Regions from separate parts of the Macaca mulatta genome. Here region 2 is linked to region 1. A link is a contact called in public Hi-C data. All regions are on one chromosome and are shown on one strand. The core of a region is the stretch at or near the end of the contact, and the rest is flanking DNA. Distances in the headings are between cores, read along the strand shown. Region 1 holds the start of PTMS (parathymosin). Region 2 holds the start of P3H3 (prolyl 3-hydroxylase 3).

Region 1 (2,906 bases), core at 128-2,627:
CCAGTGGGAGAAATTCTCAATTGGACTGTAGAGTAAGGTAATTCTAGGAATAGGCAAGCCTCCACAAAGCCTCAGAAATAGTTCCATGGAGAAAAGCAAACACAGGCATTTAACACCGTTGGCCCCAGAGGCTTGAGGCTAACCCCTAGGACTGTCGGGTGGCTTTCAGATCCCACTCACTCCACATTCATCCCAAGTCTCACTTCCAGCTTCTTTCTCATGAAGCCAAGACTTCAGAAGACTGGCTTGTTGTCCAACCAGAGAGAGAAGGCTAAAGGATGCTTCATCCACGCAGGAAAGGAATTCGATCCAGGCCTCCAGCTTCCTAGACCTTTTCCCTGGGGTCCCTCGGACCCTAGTGTCCAAGCTCTTAGATTCTCAAGGCACTCCCTTGGGCTTTGGGGCAGGATTCCCATTCTCTGCCTCTCCATCTCTCTGGAATTTTCCACTGCAGCTGCCTCTGCTCCCAGACACCCCTCCCTGGGCAAAATTCCCGGCTCCCTCCGCCTCCCCTTCCCTAATCACACCTCATTCCCACCCCCAGCCCTGAGGCCCAGCCCACAGTCCGGCCCACAGCCCACGCTAACCCTGGTGGTCCCAGTTAGAGAAGTGGGAGGCCAGGCCCCTTATGGAAGGGTGAGAGGGAGTGTCCCAGCCTCTCTTTAGGGCGGGGAGAAGGGACACTGGAGGGGCTGGTCCCCTGTGGGGCTGGAGTTGGGGGAGTGGCCCATCTCACATCCCCATATAAGGCAGGGCAAGCAGTTAGGCTTCTGGATTGGCTGATTCAAATGAGCATTCCACCTGGCAACAGGGTTTCTATTGGCTATCAGGAAAAATAGGAGGAAGGTGGATGGAGGTTGTTGGTGGCGGTGATTGGAGGGGGGAGGGGAGTGGAGGTGACCGGAGTGGGGGGCGGTTACCAGGGCAACAGGGTAAGAGCCCAGCAGGGTGTCCGAGACAGCAGGCGGGGCTGGGAGGTGGAGTGGAGGGAAGAGGAAAGGAAGGCGGGAGGGAGAGGAAAGAGCCTGATGGGGAGGGAGCGAGACTGGGAGACTGGGTTGGTTGGGGGGGGAGTAGCAAAGGATCGAGGAGAGGGAGATAAATGAAGCAAGAGGAGTACAGAGATGGAGATGGTGAGAGACGGCTGAAGACATCAGCCAGTGAGTCAGAGAAACAGATTGAGAGAGGGACATGGAAAGATCTCAGAAAAGATAGAGTCCGGCAAGGAAAAATCCTGGGTGGGGCCCCAAGATTTTTGAGGAGACTGAGAATGAAATATTGATAGAAAAGTCAGAAAGAGAAACTGGGAGGCGTGTACATCAAGGGACCAAAAGATGGTGTATTTAAGCACTCCAACACAAAATAATGATAATGATCATCAAAATGGTTTTTTATTAATAAAATGAAAATAAGATGAGGAATAATGATAATGACAGACAAATATAGGAGTGCACGCACACCAAAGGACTTTTTCCAAACCCCAGCCTTCCACCCCGTCCACCTTCCTGACCTTTAATACACAACCCAGCCCCTGTTCCCTTCTGAAATCCCAAGCTTTTCAAAATGACTCAAAGATACCGAGATTGAGGGCGAGGAGCTGAGGATGTCTGGAATAGGGTGGGGCTGGAACTCCAGACCTGGACCTGTATTATATTTGCAAAGGAGGCAAATATAACCCAGAAAGGCTAGGGAAGATGGCAGCAGAGGAATGAGAAAAGCTAACGGACGGCAAATGTAAAAAATGAGGACAGAAAGAGGAGTTGAGGAAAGCCAGCCAAGAATAGAGGGCCAGGTGCCTGACTCAGATAAGACAAGAGCAGGGTTGTCTGGGAAAGGTAGGGAAAGAGACCAGAGGTGTAAGGGCAGAAGAGGGTCAGTAAGGAGTGGAGAAGAGGTGAGAGAAGAATGGGAGCGATTCGAGTTATAATTGGTTGTGAGGGAGGGGTCTGGGTACAGATGACTGAGGACAGATGAAGAGAAATAGAAGGACCAGGCGAATAAAAGTGAGGTGACAGGCGAATAAGAGAGGTAGAAGATGGAGGAGAGCTGGAAGCAAAGGAGACCAGGGGCCTGACTCCCTCCAGCTCACAGCACGGGGACAGGAAGACAGGCACCCGGCAAGGGTCACAAGTGTCAATCTGGCGGGAGGGAAGGCTGGGCCGCCCTTTCTGCCCTCCCATCCCTCAAGGCCATCCAGAGAATGTGGATGGAGGATGAGAGGGGGAAATCCGGCGTGGTGTGGAAGGAGCGCCCGAACCCTATTCCTCTTCTTTAAGCTTTTGGTTTCTCAAATACCTGCCCTATCTTCCCATCTGCTCCCCTCACCCCACCCTTTGACAAAATCCCAGGGCTTTTTTTGGGGTCAGTAGGATTCTGGCCACCTCTCCAGTCCGCCCCCAAAAGCCAGACTCCACATTCGCAGGCAGTAGGTTGGGATTTGGAAAGGTGCCTCCCCGCAGGAACCCCACCCCTTCCCACCTCCTCGCCCCACTCTTTCTCCGCGGCCGTCAGTCTCTCCATTTCCCCCTCCTGGTCTCGTCCTCCCTCCCGACTCTCTAGCTCTCCCTCCCCTCGCTTTCATCCTCCTATCCCCACCTCTCCAACCTCCTCTTTCATCCCCCTCCCCTCTCCTCTCCTCCCCGCTCCCGCCTGCCCCACCCCTGGGAAGCCCCTCCCGTCGGGCAGCGCCGCCTTATAAGCGGGTTCCCTTCCCGGGGGCGGCAGCGGCTGGTCGGCGGCAGCTCTGCTGGTGCGGGGGTGGCAAGCCCGGGACCGAGCGACCGCGGCCGAGCGCGCCGGCCACCGCCTGCACCGCCCTTCCGCCCGCCCTCCGGACGGCCGCAGCCCTGCGGGTCTCCGCTCCAGACCCACCCCCGCCCCACCCCGCGCGCCTCTGCCGCCTCTTC
Region 2 (3,046 bases), core at 128-2,627, 64 kb after region 1:
ATTCTTGGAGAGTGGGGTTCTGGGGTCAGGTGGGGGACCCCCACGGGGCCCTGGCTTCTTCCGGGAGGAGATCACCACCTTCATCGATGAGACACCTCTGCCTTCTCCGACTGCCTCACCAGGGCACTCTCCTCGTCGGCCCCGGCCACTGGGCCTCTCACCCCGCCGACTCTCCCTTGGGTCCCCTGAGAGCAGAGCCGTTGGACTTCCTTTGGGACTAAGTGCAGGGAGACGCTGCTCCCTGACGGGGGCCGAAGAAAGTGCAAGGGCTTGGGGAGGATCCTGGGGCCCAGGCAACCCTATCTTTCCCCAGCTGACCCTGTGAGCCCAAGCAGGCCTGCTGAACTCAGAGGAGGAAGCCTGAGTGAGTAACACCTCATTCTGGCCCTGAGAGTAGGGCAGCTGCCTCCAGACTCTGGGGAGATGGGCGCTAGATTTGGGGCTCAGAAGGCCCTGCTCTCTCCCATCCAAGTGACCAGATGCCCTACTCACCTTCCATCACCCCTAGCAATATGTATTAAAGTCTGAAATGTTGCCATGGAAACCTCAGCGTCCAGTGTACTGCGATGGAAAGGGGCTTGGAGGGTGGAGAGGCTCACAGAGGACACGACAGAGCAGGGGCAGCAGACAGAGGCACAGAAGGACACGTGGAGAAAAGATCACACGCTCCACCAGGCAGCCTCGCACAGGGAAGGCTGGGAGGAGCATATCCTGCTGGGGGCAGGGCTTGAGGACACACATGTCTTTGTTGGTTTGGGGTGTGAAGGATCTCTGTTCAGATTTGTTGAGGTGATTTTAGAGCGTGGCTCCAGTCCCAGTGCCCAACTCTCCTTCTAACCCCAAATCCATCCAGGGGCTCACTTTATGGGCAGAAAAGGGTTTGGGGCTGACGTAGTGTCCCGGGCCTGGACACCTCCTCCCTGCTGCATTTTAAAGCTCTTTCTCCAAAGGAGTGTAAGGGTGGATGAGTGTGTGTGGGGAGGGGGGAGGGGGAGGAGCGGGGGTCCACGTCCACAGTCCTTTTTCTGGACCCAGAAGCGTGTTTGTGGAGGGAACACTGCCCCAGCAGTTACCTCCAGACCTCAGGGGCTGAAGTCACCGCTGGTCCTCCATGGATGCCCAGGCCTGCTCCAGTTCCCGCCTTTTGCCCCCTTCCTCCCAGTTTCTCCCTCTCGTTCCACACTAGATCAGCTTTCTCCACTCGGCATTCTTCTTTCTCCATCTTTCACATGGGCCTCTCCCACCATCGGGTCTCAGCCCTATCTCTCTCTCTCGGCCTCCCTCATTCCTTCTCCCTCTCCCTCCGCCTCTCCACCTCTCCTTCCTTCCCCTCCCTCCCCCTTCCCCCCTTTCCTCTCCCTCCCTCTCGGCTCCCGCATTTCCCCTCGGCGGCCGGCGGCTCCGACATCATGCTCCGGCTCCTCCGGCCGCTGCTGTTACTGCTGCTGCTGCCTCCCCCGGGGTCCCCTGAGCCCCCCGGCCTGGCCCAGCTGTCCCCGGGAGCGCCCCCGCAGGCTCCCGACTTGCTCTACGCGGACGGGCTGCGCGCCTACGCGGCCGGGGCTTGGGCGCCGGCCGTGGCGCTGCTGCGGGAGGCGCTGCGGAGCCAGGCGGCGCTGGGCCGGGTGCGGCTGGATTGCGGGGCGAGCTGCGCGGCCGAGCCGGGCGCCGCGCTCCCCGCCGTGCTTCTCGGGGCCCCGGAGCCCGACTCCGGGCCGGGACCCACGCAGGGGTCCTGGGAGCGACAGCTCCTCCGTGCAGCGCTCCGCCGCGCAGACTGCCTGACCCAGTGCGCAGCACGGAGGCTGGGCCCCGGGGGCGCGGCGCGGCTTCGCGTGGGGAGCACGCTCCGGGACGCCTTCCGCCGTCGGGAGCCCTACAACTACCTGCAGAGGGCCTATTACCAGGTGGGGAGCGGGCCGGGCAGCTCCGAGGGTCCCAGCCCTCACCACGACGCTGTCCTACTTTACGATGCCCAGTAGTAGGCGGAATGCTGTTGCCCGGACCCCGGACGGGGCTGGGGGGCGTACCGCCGGCCTCTGCTTTGGAGCTGGCTAAGCGACCGCGAGGACCTGTTGAGATCGCGGAAGAGCAGCCGAGGGGGAGTGCGAGCAGAGTGGGAATGGGGCGGGGAGGTCGTGAGGCGGGTCGGGAGCAGATCGAAGATGGAGGGACAGGGCCGCCTCTTCCTAGGAATGAAGCGGAGGCGGTGGGGGCGAAACCGGCTGTCGGACGGGAAGTGTGCGTGGGTGTGTGTGTGTCGGGGGTGGTGGTGAGTGTGAACCTTCGCTTGGGGCAGGAGGTAGCTTCGGAAAGGAAGGACCAGACGGAGGCAAGGTTGGAGGCCTCCGAGGCCAGACCTCTGCGGGCAGGGAGGGGACAGCACGCCACAGCCGCCGGTACCGCAGCAGTTGCCTACGTGGCTGGGGAAGCGGGGCGCCGGTTGCACTCACCTCAGCTCAGGGTCCTAGAGACCTGCGGGTTTTGCTGGTCGCTGAGGTCTCCCCCGCTTCCCCACCTCACTTAAGCCCATCACTTCCACCTGGTCTCCCAAATTGAGGGCCTGAAGTCCTGAGGCCCAGGTCCCACCCAACTCCTACGTCTTTAGACCCCCTTTCCTTCGGTGTCAGCCTTCTGAGAGTCCCAATGTTCTGGCTTCTAGGGGGTCTGCAATTTGGGCGGTGGGCGGTTCTTATTGGCCAGTCTTCCATGAGGCTCTTGGGCACCCAGAGTGTGTGTCTGGGGTAGGGTGGGGAGGCCGACCAGGGAGCAGAGGTGTGACCTCCATCCCAGGGCTCTGATGCCCTCCTCCCTCCGCCTCCTCAGTTGAAGAAGCTGGATCTGGCAGCCGCCGCAGCACACACCTTCTTTGTAGCAAACCCTATGCACCTGCAGATGCGAGAGGACATGGCTAAGTACAGACGAATGTCGGGAGTTCAGCCCCAGAGCTTCCGGGACCTGGAGACGCCGCCACACTGGGTGAGACCCCCAGCACCACCCCTGTCTTGCCCCCAGCCTTTTCCTGGCTGGATACACAGGCCTCACT

What was found. A called contact is a pair of places that touch in the nucleus more often than the background predicts.
Region 2: a Hi-C map of CD4 T cells shows a contact between it and region 1, with 2.3 times the contacts expected there. The contact joins the promoter of P3H3 here to the promoter of PTMS in region 1. A contact is called at or near these places in 6 of 14 Hi-C or Micro-C datasets (CD4 T cells, cortical neurons, fetal cortex germinal zone and 3 more).

Annotation. Positions count from the first base shown.
Region 1 is chr11:7,727,898-7,730,803 of T2T-MMU8v2.0, forward strand. PTMS (parathymosin) reads left to right here and starts at 1,378. Exons shown (of 5, transcript XM_077953447.1): 1 at 1,378-1,894. The coding sequence starts at 1,742.
Region 2 is chr11:7,792,108-7,795,153 of T2T-MMU8v2.0, forward strand. It overlaps P3H3 (prolyl 3-hydroxylase 3), which reads left to right and starts at 1,378. Exons shown (of 15, transcript XR_013400792.1): 1 at 1,378-1,907; 2 at 2,827-2,979. It overlaps GPR162 (G protein-coupled receptor 162), which reads left to right. Exons shown (of 5, transcript NM_001266769.1): 5 at 1-538. The coding sequence ends at 325.